4 separate regions of the Sus scrofa genome follow, and regions 2, 3 and 4 are each linked to region 1. A link is a contact called in public Hi-C and promoter capture Hi-C data. All regions are on one chromosome and are shown on one strand. The core of a region is the stretch at or near the end of the contact, and the rest is flanking DNA. Distances in the headings are between cores, read along the strand shown. Region 1 holds the start of VCPKMT (protein-lysine methyltransferase METTL21D). Region 2 holds the start of RPL36AL (ribosomal protein L36a like). Region 3 holds the start of ATL1 (atlastin-1). Region 4 holds the start of KLHDC2 (kelch domain-containing protein 2).

Region 1 (6,960 bases), core at 1,228-3,727:
TGCTCAAAAGGAATGTAATATTTATGACTTTTAAAAATTTATATTACTTTAAAAGGGGTAGGGGAAGTGGAGGGGTAATTATAACTCCTCTACAATTTATCCAATTGTATCAATTTCAGTTTTCAGAGAAAGGATGCAAGTGACTGAATTTTGGAGTACCCATGGATAAACAAATGGAATTAACTGTACAGTTTTTTTTTTTTTTTTTTTGTCTTTGTGCGGCATATAGAGGCTCCCAGGCTGGGAGTCAAATCTGAGCTGTAGCTGCCGACCCACACCACAGCCACAGCAACTCAGGATCTGAGCCTTGTCTGCAACCTACACCACAGCTCCCGGCAACACCAGATCCTTAACTCACTGAGCAAGGCCAGGGATAGAACCTGCATCCTCATGAATACTAGTGGGGTTCGTTAACCACTGAGCCGTGATGGGAACTCCTAATTGCACTCTTAAAAACTGTATTTACTAGAGTTCCCTTTGTGGCTCAGCAGGTTAAGGACCTGATATTGTCTCTGTGAGGATGTGGGTTCAACCCCTGGCCTCACTCAGTAGGTTAAGAATCCGGCATTGTCACAAGCTATGGCGCAGATCAAAGATATGGCTCGGATCTGGCACTGCTGTGCCTGTGGTGTAGGTTGGCAGCTGCATCCCCAGTTTGACTCCTAGCCTGGGAACTTCAATATGGTGCAGGTGGGGCCACTAAAAACAAAACAAAAAATTTTTTCTTTAATTTAACAATCAATAATTTCCCTATAATTCTGACCCTAATTTGAACATAAGTTGGCTCAATGCCCATTACTTAAAAAATGAGTGATGTCTACAATATACACAAACTGATATTTAAAAAAAAATCCTATAAATGTAATAAATTTTGCCACAGAACAATGAATTCTTTACAATACAACTTAACAGTTAAAATCACTAATGTCATATTAAATTTACTTGGAATAGCTAAATAAAAAAAAATAACAATAAAAAATCTTAGCCTTACATAGGAGATCCAAAAGGCAAAATCCTTTAAAAATTTTATAGAAGCCTCTAGTAAAATGCATATAACACTTTTCTCAAAATGCTTCATGGGCCTCTATGTTAAAATCATGAGTGTGTAAGTTGTAGTCCGTGGTGACTTTTATTTTCTCTTTACTGTATCATCAATTACAGAATAAATTTGCATTAAAAGATGTAAAAATGCTTAGACATGTGTGCTTTAGAACCCATGGAAAACGGTGTATGCAACCTCTAAACGAAGAAATTTCACTCATTACTCACCTCTTCGTAGTATATGCAGTCAGCCATCAGTATGTAGTCTGGTGGAGAAGGAAAGTCTTCTATTTCTTCCCCCCTTAAAAATGTCAACCAAATATTTTTCACTGTTGCTTTAATAACTTAAAATATTCTTGTTTTATAAACAAGACCCAGAAAATTCCCTTCGAATTAACCGTACTTACAGTGAAACACAATTTAAAGCAAACTACAAATCGTTATCTAAAAAAAGCTTAAAGGCCATACAAACCATTTCAGTACCTTGGCTTGAATAGAACCAGTGACAAGATGCTTGTTCATATTAATATTCATCTTCAGTAAGTCCTGCAATTCCTCAAGATCGGTGACTATGACATCTGCCCTATAAAATAACATTGATTGAGGTAGAGGCACAAGGTTGGGAAGCCGGTAATGGCGGTTTCTCCAACAAAGCGCCGTCCCTTCCCGCCAGCTCTTACCCGAGGGTAGCAGCCATGAGCCCCACCGCCCCGGTGCCAGAGCCCAGCTCCAGCACCGACCGCTGGCTCAGAGTGTGGGCCCCATCGCCGGAAAACCCGGGCGTTTCCAGGTATTTAGAAAGGACAATGGCAGCGTCCCAAACAACGCAACCCACGCCGCCGGAGCCATACTGCTGCAGTCGTAACACCGTGCCATCTCGCTTCTCCAAAACTCGCACAAAGTTCAGCAGCGTGTCCTCCTCGGATGACTCCAGAGTAGCCGCCATCGCTGCCTGGCAACAAGATGTGGCGCACACAGTGACATCACAACCATGCGCACAGCCCCGCTCCTCGACTGGCTTGGGGCCCCGCTTCTCCTGGCGGAGGTGTTGGCGCCAGAGCGCATGCGCGAAGGCAGAGAGCCCGGAAGGCAAGGCTCCACCAAAGTGCCTACCCCGTGGCCAGGGCTTCCCCTAGGAGCGGAACTGACACGTTCTTCCCAAAATTTCAAGTCTGGCTTCAAGAACTGACAGTTTAGATCAATTTTCCGGACAAAGCTAGTATTATAATCTGCTCTTAAAAAAAAAAAAGCCAACCTGAGTATTTTTACCTGGTTGGAGACTGATTCACACAGCATTTGCCGGCCTTAAATCCAGGCAGCTTCCAAGATTCTACCGAGGATAGCTATCATCCTACTAATTTTAAATTTAGGAGGATAAGATTTTCTAACATGCTAATTTTTCATCTGAATGCAGTAACAGTGAAGGTAAAGTTATCCCTCCAAAGTTTACATCACTTGAATTCTTTAGGATTATGGAATTTTAATTGCACAAAATAGGGAAAATAATTTATTTCTACAGAACTCAACAATCTTACCCCCTTGTTCCATATAATGAAAACACATATTTTAAAAGTCTTTAAAAAATTAAGACTTGGGTGATTTATTAATCTTGTTAGAAACTCTGATACAAAGCACAGTAAAAGGCCACTGACCAGTAAATAAACAACGTGGCTTCTGACTACTTTACAACTGCTGCTGTGGCACTGAGAGCAAAACACACTTTTTCATCACTTTGAGGGAAGGAGTCCAAATCAAATGGCAAATAAAAGTTTTACTCACTTTTCTGATTAAAAAGTTTAATAAAGCTTTAAGTATATGCTGGTTTAAATATTACCAATCTAAAAAAATATTTTAAAAAATTTTATTAACACAGGATTTACAGGGAAAGTTATTAGGTTTTCAAGGCAATGCAGTTGGTTCCTAGGCCATAAGAAACTTGTCCTCTGAATTCATGAATTAGTAAAGTAGCAGATTGTATTATAGGCCTTAAGTCACATAAACTTATATACATTATTAGCACTGTCTTTAAATATACAATATAAACAAAACTGTACATATATGGCATATTAACTTTACATCCCAAAACAATAGGCAACTCGTTAGCTAAAGACATCATAGTCTGCAAAAACAAAAAGGCACATCTGTATAAGATATATGCCCTTTTTCCCTCTATGATTGGGTTAGGTAGTCTGTTTACATTTTGACAAAATAATAAACACAGTGCATTCTATTATTTTCATTCTCTTTTTCATTTTTGTCTTCAGCAGCAAATTCTGGCATTTAAGACATGGCATTAAAGAGTTTAAGAACAGTGGGTGTTATTCACAATTTTCCTAAATGTAAAAACTAGATGTAAAAACTAGAAGATGGTCAAAGAGGCTTAAAAAATCAGTATCACTCACCCCCCCCATACGTGTGTAAATTCACTGCCTTAAAAAGTCATCTATTACTCAAATTTGAAAAATTCCACAAATGCACTATCCCCTTTCAGTGCAATCAATTATCACTTTAAACCATATTTTAGCAGAGTCTACAGTGCAAATATAATTTCTTTATACTGGCCTTTTGGCAGCACTGAGGATCTAAGACAAGGCAATGCTACTGATCACCTGAGGATAATGGTAAAGGACTTCTGTATTTTCATTTTTCCAATTTTTAAAAGCTTATTTGATCAGTAGCATTTTTGTAAGAGCATTATTTTTAAAAAGTACTAAAATACTATGCATTTTTGAATAAATTAAAAAAAAACTTTACAAATACCATTCCAGTGTCAATGACTACATATGGCTAAGGTCATTGAGGAGTTTCTGCATTTTCTAGCAAAGGCAGTCTATACAATGGGGGGTGCGAAAGCTCCCGTTTATAAGTCTTTGGTGGCAGTTTTGGTAGGTGAGGGCTTGAATTCTGCCTTGGTGGAATGGGGGGGGCTTGAGGATGAGCGAGATTATTTTGACTAGAACTGAGCACATAGCATCGACGTGGTACTCTTGGAGATGGTGTGCTTGGAGGAGTGTTTGGAGAATTTGGACACATACTAACATCTCTGAACCAGTCTGGATCTCTGTGAAGATGTCCCAGTGGAGGTGGCTGGAGAGTGAATGGACAGTTTATAAAGTGTTCTGGAGGCCGAAGGGGAACCGGTGGAGGGGTATCAGGAAGAGGATCTCTTGGCGGTGGTAGAGGTGGACTAGGCAGAGGTCCGTCAAACACACCAGTAGGAGCAGGAACTCTGGGTTTTACCTTTGGAGGAGGAGGTTGTCTTGGCGGAATAGCAGGGGGGTCATCATCGGATTTCATATTTCCCTCAAAAACAAAAATATTAAATTATACTTCTGTTCTCCTGAAAAATTTGTGAGAAAAAGTCTTAAAAAGATTGAAAAATTCTTGCAAGTTAAATCTAGAAAGTCCAAAATACATTAATCTGGTTTAATGTTCAGATTTATGAATAAATTACTCCCAGCCTCACTCAAGGCTCAGTTTACTATTTTTATATATGAGATGTTTTAATTGAAATCTTAGAACATAAAGCCTCAGATTACCTTGTTTTGCATACACAGTTTATAAGTTTATGTATTTTAATTATAATAATGGGCAAGTGAGTGAAAAGAATACATAGCTTTTTAGACATGAAAGGACATGATATCAAGAGGACTTAATATGTATCCAAATATACCTTATTTGGTATATCAAAAATATCTTAATATACCAAATTCTAGTTTTTGGTCACTGACTTCTACTATCCTCAGTGAGGCTGAAAGTGGGAGTTTTTTAGTTGTTTTTCTTTTTTTCTTTTTATGGCTGTACTCGCAGCATATGGAGGTTACCAGGCTAGGGGTCCAATCAGAGCTGCAGCCACTGGCCTATGCCACATCCATAGCAATGCGGGATTTGAGAGCTGCGTCTGCAACCTATACCACAGCTCATGGCAATGCCGGATCCTTAACCCACTGAGCAAGGCCAGGGATCCAACTCACAACCTCATGGTTCCTAGTCAGGTTTGTTAACCACTGAGCCATGACAGGAACTCCAAAGTGGGAGTTCTTAAAATATGATATGATCCAGGGATCAACAGCATCAGCACTAGAAGGGAACTTGTTACAAATGCAGGAATTCCCATGGTGGCTCAGTGGAAACGAATCCGACTAGTAACCATGAGGCCTCATTCAGTGGGTTAAAGATCTGGCACTGCCATGAGCTGTGGTGTAGGTCACAGACATGGCTCGGATCCTGCACTGCTGTGGCCAGCAGCTGTAGGTCCGATTAGACCCCTAGCCTGGGAACCTCAATATGCTGTAGGTGAGGCCCTAAAAAGCAAAAAAAAAAAAAGGAAAGAAATGCAAATTCTTGAGCCCCAGATCTACTGAATCTGAAACTCTGGCCATCTGGTTTTAACAAGCCTTTCAGGTACTTCCGGTCAGACTAAAGTTTGGCGAACGCTCTGAATACTAAAATTCTTTCCATCTCTATCAGAAATAAATGGACTTCTGAGTATCTGTGAATCTTCCCAGCTTCTTTTTAAGAAAGAGTATTACGAGGATTAAACAATTATTTAAAGTATTTTTAAAATAAAACCACCTAAATGTTTAAAAACCATAAAGGGTGGCCAAAGTATAATCGACAGACTCTTTATAAGAACAAGCAAGTTCTGAGGATTCACAGCTTTGATTAAGTTAAGGCAAACCTAAGTCCTGTTGACTACCTTGGAATTTGAAGCATCATGATCAAACTTTTTTCGAGGAGGAAGCGGAGGAGGAATCAGTGGCTCTTCACTTAGTTTATGTAAACTACCACATGAACTGAAGAAAGACTCTGGAGGTAAAAAAAGATTAGTTTAACCACAATTCACAAAGCAGTTATAAGACAAAACTTTATTTCAATCTTTGATCAACCAACCTCCACTATGGCCAACCTCTGCTATGGCCTCAGTCAGGCTGTATTGCAGCTGACTATTGGTTTAGCCATCCTCTCCATTAAGCTGAAGGCTTGCTTTTTGAGGGCAGTGTGTACTTATTTTCATGTCTGTAGCATCCAGCACAGTGGTAGTGCATGTTAGGTACTAAGCTAAATGAAGATACACTATTTAATTAAGATCCAAATCTTTTTATAATCTAAAACAGACACAATAAGTATATTTGTCTATATAAACTGTAGTAAATCCCAGAGAAAGATCATTCATAAAGGGAGACCATGCATTTCTGAAGCAGCTATTATTGGATACATTTCTATACAGGTAATAAAACCTTCCATAGGGTAGGGTTGTACCACAGAACTTTTCTCTTTGCAAGTCTGTCACTGATAATATACAACCACATTAAAGGAAATTTACCAAACAATAAAAGCATTAGAGGAGATATCACCCCTAAATATGCCAATCAGACAAAGAATAAGAACTTTTTTTTGGCCACGCCTGAACCTGGAGAACTCCTTTTGATGATGATGAATCCATCCCATATGATTTAGTCAGCCAATTCCAGCAGAGTACTCCAATTCCAGTCAAGTGGACAAAGGACCTCTCACTTTCCTAACATGATCAGATGTTTATTTACCTCTCTTTCATGCATGCAGTCATGTACTTCATTGAAAAGCTGACCTTACCCCTTAACTCCAGAGATGGGGCCTGATTAGCATTCCCTCAGCCAGAGTAATTGGTTTAGCTATGGGCATATAACCTAATTCAGACTACTGAAATCTGAAAGGAGGTTTGCTAGAAGCTGCTGAAAAGGAAGTTCCTTGCTCTTTCGGAAGTCTGTCAGTCTTTCTCTCTACCTCCCTCTTCTTTCTTACTTGACTGAACAAAGAAGTACATAATCTTTATTACTCCTGCCACCACTCTTACGATCCTGAGGAAACACAGCTTTAGATAAAGCTGATAACCTGGATAAAACAATGAAGAGTCAGAAAGAAACCTGGTCTTTAATA
Region 2 (6,960 bases), core at 2,977-5,476, 430 kb before region 1:
GTCTAATCGGAGCTGTAGCCACTGGCCTACGCCAGAGCCACAGCAACTTGGGATCTGAGTCTCGTCTGCGACCTGCACCACAGCTCACAGCAACGCTGGAGCCTTAACTCACTGAGCAAAGCCATGGATCAAACCTACCACCTCATGGTTCCTAGTCAGATTCGCTAACCACTGAGCCACGACAGGAACGCCAATGAGTTGTGGAGTTATCTTTTAATGTTAAACAGATATTGATCCCAACTACTCTGGTCAGAGAATTTTCTTATCAACTTTCTTCTTGCATTTTGATTAAAGAAATTGAGTTTCTGTATGCAGAAAATAAAACTTGGATTATCATAGTCTATAGTGAAAATTTGATACGCAACTACATTTAAGTTTTTAAGCACTTCTGTGTTTTTCAGATATATTATTGCTTATATGGAATAGTATATTCACCAAACATAGGTTAGGAATTGCTTTGGACAGACTTGTTTCTACAGGTTTTATATTAATCATGTAATCTTTGTTGTAATTTCTAAGTTTTTTAATTTTTAGGGTTGGAACAAGGTTTGGGGTTTGTGTGGGAGTAGCAGGAAGTTGCTACTTTTAACTATGTTCTGTATTCTGTAAAGGGCTCTTTTTTTATTATTTTAGTCGCGTAATATTAAATTTCAATGAAAAAATTAATGGCAGTGTACCAGCTAAAGGATGATGAGAATTTGAACTAGGGCAGAAGAAGTATATAAAAGGAACCTACAGAATAATGTAAATCAACTCTAATAGAAAAAATAAAAACCTAAAAAAAAATTGGGAGGAGTTCCTGTCGTGGTACAGTGGCTAACGAATCTGACTAGGAACCATGAGGTTGCAGGTTTGATCCCTGACCTTGCTCAGTGGGTTAAGGATCCAGCATTGCCTTGAGCTGTGGTGTAGGTCACAGACACAGCTCGGATCCCAAGTTGCTGTGGCTCTGGCGTAGGCCAGTGGCTACAGCTCCGATTAGACCCCTAGCCTGGGAACCTCCATATGCCGAGGGAGCGGCCCTAGAAAAGGCAAAAAAAAAGACAAAAAATAAAAATAAAAGGAACCAACTTGAAAGAATCTTGAAAAATGAAAGCAGAACTGTTCCATTCTTATTATCACTGTTCTTCAAATCAGCCTCCCTCCTAGATAATTGCAGTAGTGTCAAAACTGGTTTCGGGCAACAAAGGAAAGATTAAAAGTAATTGGAGAAAATCCTCTCCATTAACCCAGATCAGAGATTTTAAGCCCAGGCCTTATACTGCCTTCTAGTTGACTCACTTCTGGCTTTGAAAATCAGCAATTCTGTAAATGAGTAAAGTATCTTAAAGTTTTTTTCTTTATTTTTATGGCAGCACCTGCAGCATATACAAGTTTCCTGGGCCAGGGGCTGAATGCTAGCCAAAGCTGGGCTGGGACCTACGCTGCAGTTCTGGTAATGCTGGATCCTTTAACCCACTGCGTTGGGCAGGCTGTTGATTGAACCCTTGCCTCTGCAGCTGCCAGAGCCGCTGCAGTCAGATTCTTAACCCAGTGTGCCAGGGCGGGAACTTCCTAAGATTTTCTAAACGCATAAACTGATGAGATATTGCCCATAAATATTATAAAATGCCCATATTAAAATGTGGTTCTTTTCAAAATGGTTTTATGGTATATTTAAGAGTAAATTAGTACACACTTGATTTTCATATGTTCCTGTAGAAAGACTATTTCTTCATCAATAAAGGCAGATGTTAATAGCCTACTTTGGGAATGAGTGTTAATCAAGTTATTCCTATACCCTAGCCCTTTGAATTCTTGCTCATCTAGAAGCCATCCCCAAGTTCCTTAGCCAACTTAAAATTCATATACAGAAATAAGAGAACTTGTCCTCTTCTCATAGCTCATTTCCCTTTCTCAGTTTTTCATTTAATACTCAACTTATTTTTCTTTCTTGCCTTCCATAGGTGATTACTAGGCTCACTTGAGTTTAACCTTCCATTCTGTTTTCAGTTAACTTCTTACCTCAACACTCCCAACAGTCAGGGTATAACATTTGAGTACCTCCCAGGGTATGTTCTGAAAAGTTCAAAGGATGGAATTCATGTTGTTATGGACTCCATTTTTTTCACTTGCTTCAGAACTTTTTGTAATTACAAGTCAATTTTCAACTCCTGCTTTACATTGAAGACCAAGGTCTATGGGAGTTCCTGTGGTGGCTCAGTGGTAATGAACCCTACTAGTATCCAGGAGGACGCAGGTTTGATCCCTGGCCTCCATCTGTGGGTTAAGGATCCAGAATTGCTCAGAGCTGTGGTGTAGGTTACAGACATAGCCACTCTGTTTCTGATCATAGCGCCTTTTCCCCTGGGAATACAGGATCCCGAGTGACTGTGATGTAGGCTAGCAGCCACAGCTCCCGTTGGACCCCTCACCTGGGAACCTCCATATGCTTTGGGGTGGGGTGAGGGCTAAAAAGACAAAAAAAAAAAAAAAAAAAAAAAGACCAAGGTCTAAGAAAAGGTTGTCTAGAAAAACCTATGGAAACATTGTACGTCTCTGCTGTCCAATGGGGTGGTCACTAACCACATGTAGCTAGTATAACTGAGAAACTGCATTTTTAATGTAAATAGCTATATGTGGCTAGTATGCCCTACTGGACCATACCCTTGCAAAAAGTCAGCTCTTTTTACCCCTTCAGCTTGGATCCTCTACTCCACCCAGTCTGCTATACACAGGCCTACCTTATCTTTTCCATGTACTTTTTTCAAAATCTGATTGAGACTTTCCCCAGCAGCTCAATCATAATCATTTACTCACCCAACAGATATGAAATTGATGTGAAAAGTATCAGTTTTTTCCCTGCCTTATGATTTATCTCCATAACCTAGTTATAAAATTTGAGGTGGGACTCCTATCTTTATATATAAATCAACATTCCAAGTCTTATGGAACTAAATTTAAATGAGAATTTGAAATGAACCTTAATTCTGTAACTTCCTTAATTTAGAACCAAAATAAGCACAAGATCCTATTTATATTTTAAAAATACAAAAGATTTCAGTAAGGTATCACTGTATTTATTCTCATACAGGCATTTTTTTTCCCCCTATGGCTTCAACACCTTCCTCTCAAATATAGAATAAAAAAAATTCTCAAGGCTTAGAACTGGATCACTTGGCCCTTTCTCTTCTTATCTCCTCCAAGTTCAAAATGCTTGCATCTCTTAATTGCCAGCATCCTCTTGGATCTGCAGTTGGGCTCAACACATTCAAGCCTCAGCACAATCTTCTTTGTGGTTTTAGCCTTCTTCCGGAAAATTGGCTTTGTTTGCCCGCCATAGCCACTCTGTTTCCGATCATAGCGCCTCTTTCCCTGGGCATAGAGGGAATCCTTGCCCTTCTTATACTGGGTCACTTTGTGAGGCTGATGTTTTCCACACTTCTTACAGAAAGTCCTTCGGGTTTTAGGTACGTTGACCATCTTTGCAACAGGGGTGTTTTCACGATGAATACTGTGGTAAAATATTTAAAATACAGCAACAGACGTTAAACATTTTGAAATTTTAAGTTTTGTAAATATGGAAATAGTAACATTACAGAAATCATTAACGTATAAATGCACCAAATACGCATTTTCCACACGAATAAATATATATATGTGCACAACTCTTTAGAAGGCTAATCATCGGAGCAGTGATAAAATGAGGCTCACTAAAATAAGGGCCAGAGCAGCAGCATAAGGATGCCCTATACAGTCAGGTCCCCCTACTGACTCTAAGTTCCAAAGTGGGTTCCTTTGGTCCTTAATTTACCGTGGTTACCCAACAACTAAAGCGTGGTCGTGTGATAATCTACTCTCCTTCGGAAGAGTGGGAGAGTGAGCGCGAGAGCCAGTCTGGCTCCGGGTGCGGTGTAGCTGGTGCCAAGGCCGAGCCCGGCCCTTCTCTGAGGACCGCAGCAACGTGGTTTGACTTCTCCCTCCGAAACACGGTCTCCCTTCAGCGGCCCCGAAGGCTGACGTGTCCTTAACAAGTGCCTCCCGGCCCGGCAGCCGCCATGCGGGAGCCCCTTCCCGGAAGGGAGAAGCCCGTTCTTGAAATCCCCCAAGGCGGCGGGCCTCGCCCTCCCTCTCCTACCAGGGTTCGCCCGGCCACCCCGGGATCCTGAGCTTCGGGGGCTCCAGTCGAGACCGCTACCACTCCGCGTGTAGCTTACCAGTAAAACCGATGTCCACGTTCCGGGTCTCGCTCTGCTCTAGCCTCACCGGAAAAGGAGGATCGGGACGGAAGCAGGAACTGAGCCTGAGCGACAGCGCCGCGGCCCAATAAGAGGCGGGCAGCGACGCCCGGTCGTCTCCCGACGCGTCGGGGAAGCGCCAACCGACGGCCCGAGGGGCGGGCCGGAGGGGTGTGGGCCCGGGGGCCGCGGAGCTCCGCGAGCCAGTTGCTGGTTGTCAGGACAGTCTCCGCGGGAGTGGGACGAGGTTGCGTCCCTCGGTCCGGGACGTCCGGTGCCTGCGTAAGGATGAAAGCCCAGAGGACGCAGGGCCGCTGGAAGCGCAGGTAACGGAGCCGGGGTGCGGTGGGGCCGCGGCGGGCTTCTCGGACCCGTGCCGGATGGAGAGGACCGAGGCGACGCTGAGTCGCGGCTCCTAGCGGCGGGACAGCCTGAGCTGCAGCTGCCAGGCGAGGATGTGTGGAGCCCGGGCGGCACAGGGGAGCTGAGCGCCTTCGGGCCCCAGGACCCCCGGGGCCAGGGATGAGTTAGCGAGGGCAGCCGCGGAGGCCCATTCCGATCGCTGCAGGCCACGGCCGCCGCCCGCCCGCCCTTTCCGTGCGGGATCCGCTAGCTCCTTTACGCGCCTGCCCGCGCTCCCGGCCCCGGAGACCATGAGGTTCCGCATCTACAAGCGGAAGGTGCTGATCTTGACGTTCGTGGTGGCCGCCTGCGGCTTCGTCCTCTGGAGCAGCAATGGGCGACAAAGGAAGAATGAGGCCCTCGCCCCGCCGCTGCTGGACGCCGAGCCCGTGCGGGGTGCGGGCGCCCGGGCCGGGGACCATCCTGCCATATCCGTGGGCATCCGCCGGGGCTCCAACGATTCGGCGGCTCCGCTGGTCGCGGCAGCCCCGCAGCCCGAGGTGGACAACCTGACGCTGCGGTACCGGTCCCTAGTGTACCAACTGAACTTTGACCAGACGTTGAGGAATGTGGATAAGGTCAGCTCCTGGGTCCCCCGCGAGCTTGTGCTGGTGGTCCAGGTGCACAACCGGGCCGAATACCTCAAACTGCTCCTGGACTCACTTCGGAAAGCCCAGGGAATCGACAACGTCCTCGTCATCTTTAGCCATGACTTCTGGTCGACTGAGATTAATCAGCTGATCGCTGGGGTGGATTTCTGTCCGGTTCTGCAGGTGTTCTTTCCTTTCAGCATTCAGTTGTACCCTAACGAGTTTCCGGGTACTGACCCCAGAGATTGCCCTAGAGACCTGGAGAAGAATGCAGCTTTGAAAATGGGATGCATTAATGCTGAATATCCCGACTCCTTCGGCCATTACAGAGAGGCCAAGTTCTCCCAAACCAAACACCACTGGTGGTGGAAGCTGCATTTCGTGTGGGAGAGGGTCAAAGTCCTTCGAGACTATGCTGGCCTCATACTTTTCCTAGAGGAGGATCACTACGTAGCCCCAGACTTTTACCATGTCTTCAAAAAGATGTGGAATTTAAAGCAGCAAGAGTGTCCTGAGTGTGACGTTCTCTCCCTGGGGACCTATACTACCGTTCGCAGTTTCCGTGACGTTGCTGACAAGGTAGATGTGAAAACGTGGAAATCCACGGAGCACAATATGGGTCTGGCCTTGACCCGGGATGCCTATCAGAAGCTGATCGAGTGCACAGACACTTTCTGTACTTATGATGATTATAACTGGGACTGGACACTTCAATATTTGACTGTATCTTGTCTTCCAAAATTTTGGAAAGTGCTGGTTCCTCAAGTTCCTAGGATTTTTCATGCTGGAGACTGTGGTATGCATCACAAAAAAACCTGTAGACCATCCACACAGAGTGCCCAAATTGAGTCACTCTTAAATAGTAACAAACAGTACATGTTTCCAGAAACTTTAACTATCAGTGAAAAATTGACAGCAGCCCTTTCCCCACCTAGGAAAAATGGAGGGTGGGGAGACATTAGGGACCATGAACTCTGTAAGAGTTATAGAAGACTGCAGTAAAAAAAAAAAAAAAAAAAAAAAAAAAAAAAAAAAAAAAAAACGCAATCGCAAAAGGTGACAGTCTTCTATTTTTGATATTTGTCCAAACAGGATATACAATTGAATAAAAGAGTTTAGGAACTGGTTTCTGCTTTAATACAACAACAAAATTCTTATAAAAGTTGTCCAAATATAGTAATCTTTTCCTCTTGTCTGATTAAGATTTAAAACACAAGTTTTCACTTTGTGAGTTGGGTTTTAAAGTTTCTTGTGTGTCTGCTGAAGGAAATCATTGTTAACCAGTAAAAGGGGAAATTTTATTTAAATTGCATCTATTAATCTTTTTATCTGGAACTTTGTACACTTTTCCACTTTCAAAACTTATATTACATACAGCAAAGTTTATTTAAAATTGTCATACCAGTTAAAAGTATTACCATGAAATTGCTAAGAGTATTAACAAGCCCAGCTTCATTCTTGATAACAGTTACTAGGAAAGGATTGCTTCACTGGCTTTATAATTCGAAAGTTATGTTTGTTAAACACCCTGTCAGAGCAGAGTCACTTTTCAGTATTACAGATTCTTGTATTGTTGTGTTAAGATTTGCCTGTGCTTTGGAACATTCATAGGACACACTTTCTTTTGGAATGTATTTGATTGATAAGAAAGTTTAAACACTGTTTTCACCTCAATGTAGAAATACAGTGGTTTTGTTTTTTTTTTTTTTAGTGCTGCCAAAATAAAATACTCATTTTTGCATAAAAAGGTT
Region 3 (6,960 bases), core at 1,264-3,763, 390 kb after region 1:
TAGGAATCAGAAGCTGTTCTGGTGTGGAATGAGTATACAAGTAAATGTGAGGAAGCATGAATATGAGGGAAGGGAACTGTCTGGGGATGGGTGATAGTGGTGTATGATAAATATTTAGTCTTTGATCCTCGGTGAAGGAGCTATGAAAGAGAAAAGATAGGGCAGGGAGGCACCAGAGTAAAAGGCAAGCATTAGCTGCCCCTTTAATATAACCCTTTGCTTTCTGTGAAAGAATAAAACCCTGCTCCAGACACTTGCTTCAGTTATTATATTTATAAAGAAAAAAGGTGGAGTTCTTGGGATTTTTATGGAGAAAACACTTTAAATTTTCTTGCAGTGGGGAGGAGAGAAAAATACAAGAACTAAAATTCAGACTATTATGTTATTAACATGAAATGAATTGAGCCAGTCTAACACATAGTGAATCATAAGACGAAGATGACTAAAAAGTGGGACTGAGAAAGCAGACAGGAATTTCAATTTTTTAAAGAGCATTCCACAAAATGACTAATCCATGGATAAACAAGTAAGAGTTAACTACCTCTAATTTTATATAAAGAAGATTATTGTAATTACCCACTCTGAATTAAAATTATTCACACGGCAAAAACTGGAACCTTCCTCTCACAATTCAGCATCCCATACTAGAACAGTGTCTAGTACAGAAGATTCAAATGCTGTTTTAAAGGATAAAAAGCCTATCCATTACAGTGCATCTCAACAGACTCAAACAGTGCTAGAGCTGTCATAACCCAACCTTGAATTGTTACTATTAACAGAGAGGATATTAAAAATAGAAGTTAGGAAGAAGGGATATTTTCCTTCCATATTACCACCTGTACAAAAACAACATACCCCAGAGGAGTGTTCTGGTTAATTACCCAAGGCTATTTCAGCTATATGCAGGAGTGTTGTTTAGAATAATGGGATACATGACATGATCAAATACAATAAACAAAGCTTTTGCAAAATCAAAGGCAAGTTCCCTTAACATACCCATATGAGTTACATTAATGCTCCCTTTTTGGAACAGAGAACAAAAAAGCATAAGGCAATCTGAAACAATCTCTTTCCTCTTGATCCTTCAAGAACTCGGTGGATTTCGGGAACTGGGTTTGCTTGCCTGTGACTTTTTTTTTTTTTTTTTTTCAAACTAAGAGTAACTCATTCCCATCATTTGTCTCAAATAAAGCAAAAGAGCACAATTAAAAAGACAGCTGCTCTTAACTATTCTGGGTCATGGGATGTTATCAATCCCAGAGAGAGGAATTGCCAAAGAAGAATTAGAAAATCATCATCAGATACAAATGCCAAAACTTCTACCAGGAAAAGCATTGTTCTGCATAGGATAATGTTTGTGCACACATCACTTTGACCCAGCATTAGACTACTTACAGTTAAAATTGAGAGACTGGGGTTTCAAAGGACTTTTTAAAACAGCATCATCCATCAAAAAGTTTTTTGTGAAAATGTGAGAACGTCAATATATTTCCTTGTCTACTGTCTTCCAGGAAGCATTTTTTCCATGTTAAGACAAGAATATCCTCAAGCGCAACTCCATAAGCAGATTCGAACTTTCTTGGATACCATAAATAAGCATTAAAAAGCCTTTATACCACACACACGCACAAAAAAAGTACAACGGTGGTTCGCAAAGGTGTAGTTAGTTCTGCTTGTTGGAGCGATCAGTGCAAGCATGGATTAGAAGGCGCTCCGAATGGAGTAAATGGGACCCGGCCGCGGCATCTCCAAGATGCAACAACAAAAGCATCCTCCTTCCTTCTCACACTTCCTCAGAAAGTGGCCCTATTCCCGGGAGCCAGCGGACCGCAGGAAAAGAGCCTGGCCTGCCTCACCTTATAGACGTCCCCGTAGGTGCCGCTGCCGACCCTCTGAACGAGCTCGTAGTCTTGCTGCGGGTTCCGCCTCAGGATGTCCGCGGCAGGCCGCAGAGGGGCCTCCATCTTCGTTCAGGGCCCGGCCCCCGCCGGCTGTGCCCGCGGCGCCCCGATTCCCGCTAACGAGGACGAGCGGCGCCGCTTCCCAACATGGAGCCTCTGCCCGCAGCTCCGCCTGCACGAGGGACGAGCAGAGGCTGCAACCCCGAGCGGCCCAGTCCCGTCCTTTCCGCCCCAGCGGGAGCCGCTACCAGCGGGCCTGGAAGGGGTCCCCAGCGCCCCGCCGCTGCCGTGTTCCGGCCGCGGCCCTTCCCCCTCCCTGACCGCCCGCGAACTGTCGGGCCGGATTCTGCCCGCCCGCCGGGGCCCGGGGCCGGCTCGGTACCTGAGGGGGGCGGCCCCGCTCTTTGTTGAGCGCCGCGCCCAGGACCTACTTCCCCGCCGGCGCCTGCGTCTTGATTCCCGGCGCCCGCCGGCCCTCCAAGTCCAGCTGTGCTGCCGCCGCTGCCTTTCGCTGCACCGCACGTCCTCTCGCGGGCGGCGGAGGCGCGTACCGTCGCCGCCGCCGCCGCACCACGTTCCCCACCCGGGGCTGCGTCACCGGGAGACACGTTCCCGGCCAGCGTGGGTCGGCGCCCAGCGTCCCGCCCGAGCGCGCCGGCCGCGAGACCAGAGTGCCGCCCTGAGGCCTGCTCGGGACACGACACTCTCCCGGCCGGGCCGCCGCGCCCCCCTGGCCCGGAGCGTCCTTTCCTGAGCCGGGCTCTGCTCCCCACTCTGGGGGTCACGGACGCCCCCGGGCATTCTTGGGCTGACGCGCCTCCGCTAAACCGCTCCCAGCTTTGTCAGGTAAACCTGGAGGGTGGCGGGTAGAGTAGTAGGGTGGGCACGAGGGCGATGGGAACGCAGCCCTCCCAGTTGAGAAAATGGTTCGTTGAGGGCACTGAGCCAGAAGTAATCTGGCAATGGGGCGCCCGGGAGGGAGGTGGGGGAGTGCCAGATTAACTAAGTCGCGGCACACCCAACTGCACCTTCCTGTTTTGCAAACCATTCCCAGTGGTACCAGTTTGAGGCTGCACTGCACACCTGCGCAACCTGTCTTCCACTAAGTTTTCCCAAGACATTTCCGAAAGTCGGAATTCCTAGGAAGTCTATGTGGTTCTTATCCCTGTTGGGCACACGCAGTGTCTCAGCGCAGGTATTGTTCCTTTAATTGGGTCGGGAGTTCTGCAGCAGCTGAAAATCAGGGACCACAACCTGGTTCTGACTCTACCACTTACTCAGTATGTGATCTGGGACAAAAAAGACATCCTATTTGGCAATATCTCCACATCCTTATCTGCAGCTTGAAGAGGGTAGGGTTTTGCATCCGACACCTGAGAAAGTGTTTATAAGGCATTTTACAAGATTGTAAAGGGCGTTATCAAATATAAAAGGCTTTTTAACATACTTCACAATGCACAGAATATGAAACAGGAGTTTAGGGAAGTAATTTGGCTGAATATTTCACAAGCTGTTTTGTAGTTTCACTTCCAGTCTTGTTCCAAGGTAGAAATAAGGTTGCCAGATTGATTTTGTTTGTAGAGCCCAATGAAGGTTTTGAACAAAAAAATTCAGCTAACACTTGACCAATCCATTTAGTGACTGAAAAATCACAAAAGAGCAAGTCACAGATGCTGGCCTGTAGCTTTGAACATCCAATTCATTCCATTCTCGGGCAATATATCCCTTATTGTTGATCATTGTAATCAGTTTGGTAATGTACAAATTAACTTCACACCTTAGCTGTACAGGGAATATATGTATTTTTTTGTGTTCCATGCACAAAGAGCACTTATTTAGGGAACATAAGTAAGCTCAGACTTACATGCTCTATGGACAAAGCCTATGTGTTTGCTGCATTGAAAAAATTGTTGAAGAACAGTTCCTTCTTTCAAAGCTTCTTGGCACTTGTTTTGGTGGGCAAATACTTTTGGCTTCAATGACTCAAAATCTTTTCAAATGTTCTATTGGTATCCTAGTACTTGTTTACTGTCATAGACTCTTTTTTTCCTCCTTTGACCATATAGGTATTGATCCTTTTTCTAGTCTGAAATTTACTTATTCTTATTTATATCTCCATTATTCCTCAGAGAATTTGAGGCAACATACAGAAAATGCATACTACAACATAAGATAAAAATAAGTAAATGAGGAAATAGGTATGATGTTAAAGAGAGAAAAATAGGATACCAGAACAGTGTAGCAAATTGGCCAAAGCAGAACATTTTACAGTGTTTTGAGGATCACAGTAAACCAGTTGATTGAGAGAGAGGCATATCTTTTCCTGATACTAAGACTTTAGAAAAACTTATTTCACAAGTCTTCATAAAGTGGAAAATGTGAATTCCCAATTTGAAACAAGGATACATGTCTTTCTGAAGCATGTTTTCCTTTAAGCATGTTATTCTCGAAACACAATTTTGGTATGAGTTAGGCCATAAAAAGTTTGAGGTCCTAGGCTTCAACAAGACCCGGGAGTGCAGATGTTTTATGTTGCCAGTAATTGCATATCCACATGCTTTGACCATCAGCCCACAGGTGGATAGCATGGAAAAAGTCGAGATTCTATGTGGTGGTTAAAAAATGTCAACCATAATTATTATTTTACTTATACCACAGTGCAAAGAAAAAAACAGTTGCTTTATACTAACTCCAAGAGAATCTTTAGAATTTTTAAATACTTGTTGAGTTAATTTTATCAAGATCAGTGAAGTCATGGTTTGTGTGTTAAATATTGTTGGTAAAGAAATTCAAATTCAGTTTCCATAAAATAAACATACAGTGCATAAATCTAATTTTACCTCCAAAACAATTAAGCACTTGGTTTCAGGGTTGAAGGTTACGTAACAATAAAAAAAGTACAGCTAACAGGAGTTTACATCGTGGCATATTGGGTTAAGAATTCCAGCTGCACCAGCTCAGGTCTCTATGGAGGTGCGGGTTCCATCTCCAGCCTGGTACAACGGATTAAAAAGGATTCGGTGGTGTTGCAGCTTGGGGCTGGGGTTCAGTCCCTGGCCTGAGAACTTCTATATGCCATGGGTACAGCCATAACAACAACAGCAAAAAAAATTTATAGCTAATGGAAGAATTTCTTACAAACTACCCAATTTTATAATGCCAAGGTATTGAATAAGAATAAATATGGCTTGATAGGGCCTTCGTGTTAACCTAATTGTCATATTCTTTGTTTTCATAATACCTGGCAAGTAAATATTTTCCATGTTTTACAACTATGATGGTTTGCTCTGTGCTTTATAGTGATTTTCCCTTCTTTCAAAGTACTTTAGTAAAATGCTAGTTATAATCTGTGGCCTCTGGTTTCAATTTTGGCCAAGGCTAATTTTTTAAAATTTGGGGACATAAAATTTTTAAACTTCTACCTGTGTAAGTTTCACAATTTACTAATCAATATAGAATGGCTAATTAAGACCCTCAAGTGTGGCAAAACAGAGCATGAGGGCAAAAGTTTTTGCATGGAACTTATAGGCTTGAGGAATATAATCTTCTGATGACTCTTGCAATATAAACTAGTTGCAAAATGTAATTTTATGTGATTGGGCCTCATAGGTTTGTTCAATATAAATCAAGTAAATATTGGAAGACATTTGCTGCAGTTATGATTTGGACTTTCAAATAGTTAAACTATTCTTTCTGTTACTAATGAAGGTCAGTTGTCTGTTGAGACCAAAACTTTTTTTTAAAATGTAGGAGAATTCTGTTTTGTTCTAGAGAGCAGTAGAACAGGTTTCTCATTCAGAATCGGTATCAGGGGGTATGATGAGAGAGTTTTAAAACACAGAGTTGTGAAGGGCAGTGCAACCCCCTTTTTTTAGCCAGCTTGAATTGATCGTCTGATATGTAACCTTGATTCCCTGGGTTTTTTTTTTAAAGTTTATATGAGAATTGAAAGGAGGGTTCCTGTTTTCAGCTCACAAATTGTTCCTGTCTACAAACTTACTTACTTTTTTACTTTTTATTATTTTATTTATTTATTTATTTAGCTTTTCGATTTTTTAGGGCCGTACCTGCAGCATATGGATGTTTCCAGGCTAGGGGGTTGAATCAGAGCTGCAGCTGCTGGTGTACTCCACAGCAATAGCAACGCTAGTCCCAAGCCGAATCTGCAGCCTACATCACAGCTCACAGCAATGCCAAATCCTTAACCCACTGAGCAAGGCCAGGGACCGAACCTGCATCCTCCTGGATAACAATCGTGATCGTTTCCACTGAGCCATAACAGGAGCTCCTCTGTCTACAAATTTAATACCTAAGAAAAATACAAATTACAAAGAATCTAACATTGTTCTTTATTGATCGCCCCACAAAATAGTAATAGTGTTCAAAAAGAGTGCCTATGTTTGCCTACACTTGATGTTGAACTAGTGTTCTAAAAAGCCCCAATGTGCAGAAGAAGCTGTAGACCCCCATCCTAAGCTATAGAGTTCTTGCAGAATCCTAATACTCTTTCTCCTTGACCCTTTAGTGCAGGGATAATAATGGCTTCTCACTGTAGCTAGCCTGAAGGTACTTCACTATTCCCTTTTGGCTCCTTTAACCATGTCCATATTGTTATAATTGTTCTTTTGTTAAATTCTCTTTCTGTGCTCTTTCTTGCCAGAACCCTGATTAATAGTTATGGAAATTGGAAGTAGCCTCAGGAAAGAAACGCTTGCAAAGTTCTTTAGTAAAATGCTAATTATGTGACTTCACAAATCTGATGATTACTTGTATAAACTACTTGCCACAGAAAATGAACCAATGGTATTCCCTAGCATGGAGTGACATCATGATTATTTAAATCACCACCAACAGTGGCGTGAGATGGAGTGCTGATGGAAGGCATAGCATCGGAAGACCAATCTCTAGCACTGCTACGACAGTGATAATTGTTAAAATTTTGGTGTTATTTGCTCTGATTGCTTCTGTGAGAATATGTGGGAAAAAAGACAAATAGAGAGCCTTGAATTCCAAACTTAAGGCGTGAGTAGAAAAATCAGAAAGTTTCCTTGACAGCTTT
Region 4 (6,960 bases), core at 1,292-3,791, 300 kb before region 1:
GACTTAATATATTGTTGCTGCTTCAAAAATTTCTATGTTCTGAGGTAGCCCCATAGTAGGAGTGACAGGGAATTCTGGCCTGATCTTCAGTTTCCAAAACTTGGCTTAAACCAGGGCTTCCCTGATGTTAGGAGCAGTAGAAATCTGAGAGCCAGCACAGCCGGTTTTCAAGATCCCTAGTCAAGGGTGTTCACTCCTCACGTGTTACCACTGATGCTTTACTTTGTGTTGACCTGTGCAGTGGGAAGGAGTCCATGCAACCACAGTCTCCTTTCTCTCTGAACTCTCCTTTATGGGTTCTCTGAAATGTAACTCTAGAGGATTGATGTTTTATTTTTCAGGTGGTTTACAAAATTAGTTTCCAGACTGGTTCTCAAGGAAAAAGAATTTCTAGCCATCTTTATAATGTCTATCAGGATATTCTTCCAGTTGTCAGAAAGGATTCTTTTGAGGTATTACTACCATGTTTAGAGTGATACAGTAATAGCATACCTGGAGTTCCCATCGTGGCTCAGTGGTTAACAAATCCGACTAGGAACCATGAGGTTGCGGGTTCCATCCCTGGCCTCGCTCAGTGGGTTGAGGATCCAGCGTTGCCGTGAACTGTGGTGTAGGTCGCAGACATGGCTCGGATCTTGCATTGCTGTGACTCTGGCGTGGGCCGGCGACTACAGCTTTAATTAGACCCCTACCATGGGAACCTCCATGTGCCACAGGTGCAGCCCTAGAAAAGACAAAAAGACAAAAAAAAAAAAAAAAAAAAAAAAAAAGTAATAGCATACCAAAGTTAATGTACTTTTTTTCCAAATAGTATCTTTGCATAAACACTTTTTAAAAAATTATTAGCCTTTTGGTAGAAGCTTAAGTTCTTTAGAACTTCATGCTGTCAGCCTAGGAACAAAGTGATGTTTTCACCACTTTGTACATTATTTATATGTATGTATGTGTGAAAGAGAAATAATATAAAATAAACTCAGCAGGCTAGAATAATTTTCAAGGTAGTACATACTGTCTGAAAAATTAAAATTTTGGAGTTCCTGTTGTGGCTCAGTGGAAATAAATCTGACTAGTATCCATGAGGACGCAGGTTCGTTCCTGGCCTTGCTCAGTGGGTTAAGGATCTGTGTTGTGGTGAGCTATGGTTTAGGTCGCAGACATGACTCAGATCTGGCGTGGCCATGGCTGTGGCTGTGGCCGGCAGCTTCAGTTCTGATTCGACCCCTAGCTTGGGAACGTCCATAGGCCACGGGTGTGGCCCTAAAAAGAAAAAAAAAATTAAAATTTTGACTTTAGAATATTTCAAAGGAAAAGAATCGGTTTTAGAAGCAAATAATACCCCTTCCCACCTTTTTTTCCATTGTATTAATGTGAGTCTGTTGGAATTTCCTGTTTGATGAAGTTACTGTATGGTCCACCATGTGGGTATAGCAAGAACATTTCTTCTACCCATGCAATGGACTGAATATTTGTATCCCCACAAAATTCATATGTTGAAACCCAAAAAGACCCCCAATGTGAAATTTTCTGGAGGTGGGATATTTGAAAAGGTAATTAGGTTTAGATGAGGTCTTGAGGGTGAAGATCCCATGATGGGATTAGTGTCCTCCGAGGAAGGGAAGAGACCAGAGCTTGCACATGCTCTCTCTTCCCACCCTATGGAGATGCAGTGAGAAGGCAGCCACCTGCAAAGCCAGAAGAGGGCCCTCACTAAGAACCAAAGCTGTCAGCACCTTGATCTCGGACTTCCCAGCCTCCAGAACTGTGAAATGTCTGTTGTTTAAGCCACCAGGTCCATGGTATTTCATTATAGCTTCCTGAGCTTAGACACGCCTGAAGTCCATAGTTTACATTAAGGCTCACTCTTGGTGGTGTACATTTAATGGGTTTAGACAATTGTATAGTGATATGTATCCACCTTTATAGCATCATACGTAATATTTTCACTGCCCTCAAAATCCTGCTTTGCTCTGCCTGGTCCTTTCTCCCTCTGACCTCACCCTTGGCAACCATGGATATTTTACTGTCTTCATAGTTTGCCTTTTCCATGTTATATAATTAGAATTATATCATATGTGCCCTTTTCAGATTGGCTTATTTCACTGGTAATATGCATTTAAGTTCCCTACATGTCTTTTCATGGCTTCAAAAGATGCCTTATTTCTTTTCAACACTGAATAATATTCTATTGTCTGAATGTACTACAGTAATTTTTTATAATTTTCTACATAATCATGCCATCTATGAACAAAGGCACTTGATTTCTTCCTTCCCAACCTTTTCCCCCTTTTTGTCTTACTGCATAAGCGAAGACATCCAGTAGGCTGTTGAAAGGTAGTGGTGGGAGGGGATGTCCTTTCCTTATTCCTCTAGTTTCTCATCATTAAGAATAGTAGTAATTGTACATTTTTTGTAGATGTTCCTTACGAAGTTAAGGAAGTTCCTCTATATTCCTAGTTTGCCAAGAGGTTTGTTTTTTAATCATGAATAGGTGTTGGATGTTATTAAATGCTTTTTCTTTCTTTGTCTTTTTTTTTAAGGGCTGCACCTGTGGCATATGGAAGTTCCCAGGCCAGGGGTTGAATCAAAGCTGCAGCTGCTGGTCTACTGCCACAACCACAGCAGTGCAGGATCTGAGCCACATCTGTGACCTATACCGTAGCTCATGGCAATGCCAGATCCTTAACTCACTGAGCAGGGCCAGGGAGGAAACCCATGTCTTCATGGATACTAGTCAGGTTCATTACTGCTGAGCCACATCAGGAACTCTTAAAAGCATTAATAGATGCTTTTTCTGCATCTGTTAATATGATCATGTGATTTTTCTTCTTTAGCTTGTTGATATGATGGATTACACTGGTTGATTTTTGAACACTAAATCAGCCTTGCATACCTGGAATGAGTCCCATTTGGTTATAGTGTTTCTTTTTTAATTTTTTTGATTTGATAATACTTTGAAGATTTTGCATCTATGTTCATAAGAAATATTGGTCTGTTGTTTTCTTGTGATATATCTGTCTGGTTTGGGGATTAGAGTAATATTGGCCTCAGAATGAGTAAGAAGTATTCTCTTTGCTTGTGTCTTCTAAAAGAGATTGTAGAAAACTGGTATGGTTTCTTCCTTAAATGTTTGTTAGAATTTTACCAGTGGACTCATCTGGGCTTCCTGCTTTGTTTTAGAAGGTTATTATTGATTCAATTTCTTTAATAGATATGGGCTTATTCAGGTTATCTATTTTTTTCTTAGGAATTTTGGCAGATTGTGTCTTTGAGGGAATCAGACCATTGCATCTAGTTTATCAAATATGCAGGCACAGAGTTCTTCATAATATTTATAATACTTTTAATGTCCATGATATATGTAGTGATGTTCTGTTTCATTTCTGATATCAGTAATTTGTGTCTTTTCTTCTTAGCCTGGCTAGAGGTTTATTGATTTCACTATTTGAAGAACCAGCTTTTGGTTTTATCAGTTTTTCTCTGTTGATTTCCTGCTTTCAGTTTCATTGGTTTCTTTCTTTTCATCATCTCATTATTTTTTTCCTTCCGCTTATTTTGGATTTAATTCGCTCCTCTTTTTCTTATTTCCTAAGATGGAAACTTAGATGGTTGATTTTAGATCTTTCTTTTTTTTCTAACATAGGCACGCAATGCTATAAATTTCTAAGTACTGCTTTTACCCACCCTACAAATTTTGATAAGTTGTAAAGACACAGGCAGTGCTAAGGAAGAAATTTCAGGCTTAGAAAATTTTAGCGAGGAAGGCCATTTGTTGTACCAAGTGTTCCTTCTACATAGCAGTCCCAGCGTTATGATGAGCAAGGGAGAGGAAAATAAAGCACACTCCTCTCACCAAACACATCCACGTACAGATGCACCATTAGATCAGAGATTTAAGATGTAGTCTAGCCTAACTACATTTTGCAGGTGAGGAATCAAATTCAGATTACAATAATTCTTGACTTAACTGAAAAGGTTCAGGTAATGTAAGCGAAAAGTGTCCTGCGTAAGATTCACTTTCCTCCTAGATGGCCTGGATGGGGACAGTTTCTGAAACAGTTCTTGAGCACAATTTTCCAAACTGGGTGGAGGATGCAGCACTACATTTAAGATTCCTGATGGGCAAGAAGAACTTGTCGAGAGGAGATGCCATGACCCGCTCTCTGTGGACACAAGTCCGGGTGGCACGCAGTGCGCAGCAGCAATGAGCAGGGCCGGGCGCCTCGGCCCAGCAATCGGAGCTGGGACCGCCTGGGAGGCGAGAGGCACCACCCGCCCCTGTATCCTCGGGAAGACCCGACCCTGAGACACTGAAACTTACTATTTGAGCAATTTGCTATAGTCCAGGCGGTGAACCTGAGAACATTCCTTAATCAAACAAGATCTTCTCGGAAAGAAACTTTCTGGGGGGAGAATCTGGGTAATTCAGCATATCCCTGCGCTGAAAGGAGGCTCCGAATGTCCTTACAACTTCCTCTGGCTTCTTTGTCCGGACTTCGGCTGAGGGCGAGACGCCACGAAGTCTGGCCGTCGGTTTGGTGGTGGCAGGAGGACCTGGCGCTGGGGGCGCTGAGCGCCGGCCGCGCTTCCGGAGCCCGGTGGGCGGTGCTAGCGGAACGGGCGGTTCCGGCTGCGGCGTAAACAAGGGCCAGCGGCGGCGAGAAGCGAGCTGGAGGCGGGGCCGTCGGGCTGGAAGCTGGCACCGGCCCCAGCCCCAGCCGGACCTCTGCACGCCCTGCTCCGGGCCGGGTGCCTCCGCGCCTCCTGCCCGCGACCCGCGCCCGGGCGGCGAGAGGCCATCTCCGCCGAGAGTGGTCTGGAGGACGCGCGCGCAGGCGGCCACGGAGCGGCCCTCACACCGTGCCTTTGGCCGCCGTCGCCTCTCCTCGCGCCGCCGTGCGTCTTCTTCCTTTTCCTTTGTCTTTTCCCCCTCGGCGGGTGCGGGGATTGCTGGAAAAGCGAAGCGCTGCCTCAAGATGGCCGATGGCTACGAGGACCTGCGGGAGGACGAGCTCCCGGGGCCGGCCTACGAGGGCTACGAGTCCGCGGAGCTCGCCTGCCCCGCGGAGCGTAGTGGACACGTAGCCGTCGGCGACGGTCGTCACATGTTCGTCTGGGGAGGCTACAAGGTCAGTGGGTGGCCCGGCCGCGGCGGGCGTTGCCCGGCTGTTACCAGATCGGGGGTGGGAGCGCCAGAGCGGCCGCCCCGGGCGCCTCCGGCACTCCCAACGTTGCGACTCCGCGCGTTGGTTCCTTTTTTTTGTGAGTGTGGGAATCTTCCCACGGATGTCCCAATCCGTACCTAGGCTCCTGGACTGTTGTCACGCCAGCCTTCTGCTTACAAAGCCCGCGCCCCCGCCTCGCACAGCTCGTGGCCGCCCCGCGCGCTCTGACATCCGAGAGTTAGTTACTTGATGGGGTGGGGGGAAGGGCGATGCAGGACTAGGGTTTTATTTGAAAGGGTCGGGGTGTGTAAGAGGTAACGGTGTGTGATGTCACTCTTAACCCTTTATCAGGCTCATCTAGGAGCACTTAGCCCTCTGGAGCCAGCGTCCTGTGGCCCACCGATGCTGTGGCCGGCTTGTGGGGAGATGGAAGTGTGGGGAAATAGCTGGGACCTCCTAAAGGCCGCAGGCACAGCCTTCTGCAACCTTCCCGCTTTTTGAGTCCCAGCTACACCTGTGCACCTGCCCGCCTAGTGGTGGTTGAACGTTTCAGGGCCAGTTTCTTTTTGGTTTCAGCTGAGAAAGGGTTAAGGTTTTTCACAAGAAACCCTTACTAGGAAAATTAATTGAAAAGCTTCACCACTGACCGAAAAAACCCAACAATTTTAACCACCAGAGCAGCTCTGTAATCATGAGCAATTTGATCAGTGGCCAAAAAAAAGAGCATTTGGTTGCATTCCCCTTTTCCTCTCTGGAAATCCTACCCAAGTGTCTCCTATTTAAACTTGCTAATTCTCCTGCCCTTTGGCTTTTAGAGCTTCCTAATAACACTCCACTGTATAGAATCGTCTTCTTTCATTTGCTGGGGTAGTTCTTAGGCATTCCTACCAAAAAAATTTTTTTAGTAACTTTAGGTTTTAAAAATGATTTCTCCCCCATTCACATTAAATGTAATCCACTACACCTGTGCCTTCCATGATTTGCTAGGTGATTCTGGTAATAGATTTTAAGCTTCTGGTTTAGTTGATGTGACCATAGTTGGCCATTTTTGAGATGATTCTCAGAAAATAGATGCGATAAAACTATCCTGATTACTTCATTTGCGGTTTTTTTTGCCAGTCCCAATTAATCTGGAATGCTTTCCCCAGCCTCCAGTGAATAGGTGTCCAGAATGGGGTGTGTGTTAAGAGGAATGTGGTTGGTGTGTAGACCTTTGTTAAAATGTAAATAATTCCCTTGGAGAAAAATAAACCTGTTAGTCTTCAGCCTCGACTACTGTATTTGTAATTCTGTGTGTAAAAGTCAGCAATATTGAGGGAATGAGACTTTTCACAAAGAAGGAAGGTGGGGAGAAGGAAGGTTGTCAGGGTGGAAGATTTCTGGAGGTAAGCTGCAGAGGGCCTGGATGCCTATGGCTGAGGCAGGGTGAAGAAGCATCATCAGTGAAGTTGGTGGTTCCAAACAGGCTGCCCTCCACATTTTGGCAGGAACCCTAAGAGCAGGCACAATCTGGAAGCCCTTGGAGATTATTTTGATGGCAGTAAAGCTTAGCTTCCTGGGCAGAAGTCAGTTTTCTTTCTGCCAGGCTGATCTGCTCAGGGTCAGCCTGCTGTCTTGCTTCCAGCCTTTCCTTTCCTAAGTGGTGGAGTGGAGAAAGAAGTGCTGACATGCCCAGCTGTTCTACTATTTTGTGTGATACTCAAGCTTATAAGACCCTGGCACCCATTCTCAGTGAACTGCAATTGTTGACTGTATGTCAACATTGTTCAGAAAGGGCAGTTCAAAGGCTGGAAAGGCC

The links. Promoter capture Hi-C pulls out the DNA fragments that hold promoters and counts their contacts. A called contact is a pair of places that touch in the nucleus more often than the background predicts.
Region 2: a contact with region 1 is called in a promoter capture Hi-C map of fetal skeletal muscle, with 5 times the contacts expected there. The contact joins the promoter of RPL36AL here to the promoter of VCPKMT in region 1. A contact is called at or near these places in 2 of 5 promoter capture datasets (fetal skeletal muscle and liver), 12 of 47 Hi-C or Micro-C datasets (alveolar macrophages, blood, fetal skeletal muscle and 8 more) and 1 of 2 datasets of contacts at active chromatin or transcription factors (alveolar macrophages).
Region 3: a Hi-C map of embryonic fibroblasts shows a contact between it and region 1, with 2.9 times the contacts expected there. The contact joins the promoter of ATL1 here to the promoter of VCPKMT in region 1. A contact is called at or near these places in 6 of 47 Hi-C or Micro-C datasets (alveolar macrophages, embryonic fibroblasts, fetal liver and 3 more) and 2 of 2 datasets of contacts at active chromatin or transcription factors (alveolar macrophages and skeletal muscle).
Region 4: a promoter capture Hi-C map of liver shows a contact between it and region 1, with 2.4 times the contacts expected there. The contact joins the promoter of KLHDC2 here to the promoter of VCPKMT in region 1. A contact is called at or near these places in 1 of 5 promoter capture datasets (liver) and 2 of 2 datasets of contacts at active chromatin or transcription factors (alveolar macrophages and skeletal muscle).

The regions. Positions count from the first base shown.
Region 1 is chr1:179,904,962-179,911,921 of Sscrofa11.1, forward strand. VCPKMT (protein-lysine methyltransferase METTL21D) reads right to left here and starts at 2,478. Exons shown (of 6, transcript XM_021101519.1): 1 at 1,722-2,478; 2 at 1,514-1,624; 3 at 1,270-1,342. The coding sequence starts at 1,987. SOS2 (son of sevenless homolog 2) reads right to left here. Exons shown (of 23, transcript XM_021101439.1): 22 at 5,741-5,850; 23 at 2,617-4,344. The coding sequence ends at 3,835.
Region 2 is chr1:179,473,594-179,480,553 of Sscrofa11.1, forward strand. RPL36AL (ribosomal protein L36a like) reads right to left here and starts at 4,227. Exons shown (of 2, transcript NM_213917.1): 1 at 4,197-4,227; 2 at 3,045-3,493. The coding sequence starts at 3,462. The coding sequence ends at 3,142. MGAT2 (mannosyl (alpha-1,6-)-glycoprotein beta-1,2-N-acetylglucosaminyltransferase) reads left to right here and starts at 4,871. Exons shown (of 1, transcript NM_001128482.1): 1 at 4,871-6,211. The coding sequence starts at 4,871. The coding sequence ends at 6,211. It overlaps LRR1 (leucine-rich repeat protein 1), which reads left to right. Exons shown (of 4, transcript XM_021101338.1): 4 at 1-1,744.
Region 3 is chr1:180,296,921-180,303,880 of Sscrofa11.1, forward strand. It overlaps ATL1 (atlastin-1), which reads left to right and starts at 2,514. Exons shown (of 15, transcript XM_021101558.1): 1 at 2,514-2,747. It overlaps MAP4K5 (mitogen-activated protein kinase kinase kinase kinase 5), which reads right to left and starts at 2,571. Exons shown (of 33, transcript XM_021101533.1): 1 at 2,284-2,571; 2 at 1,857-2,073. The coding sequence starts at 1,964.
Region 4 is chr1:179,606,485-179,613,444 of Sscrofa11.1, forward strand. KLHDC2 (kelch domain-containing protein 2) reads left to right here and starts at 2,542. Exons shown (of 13, transcript XM_001925208.7): 1 at 2,542-5,126. The coding sequence starts at 4,974.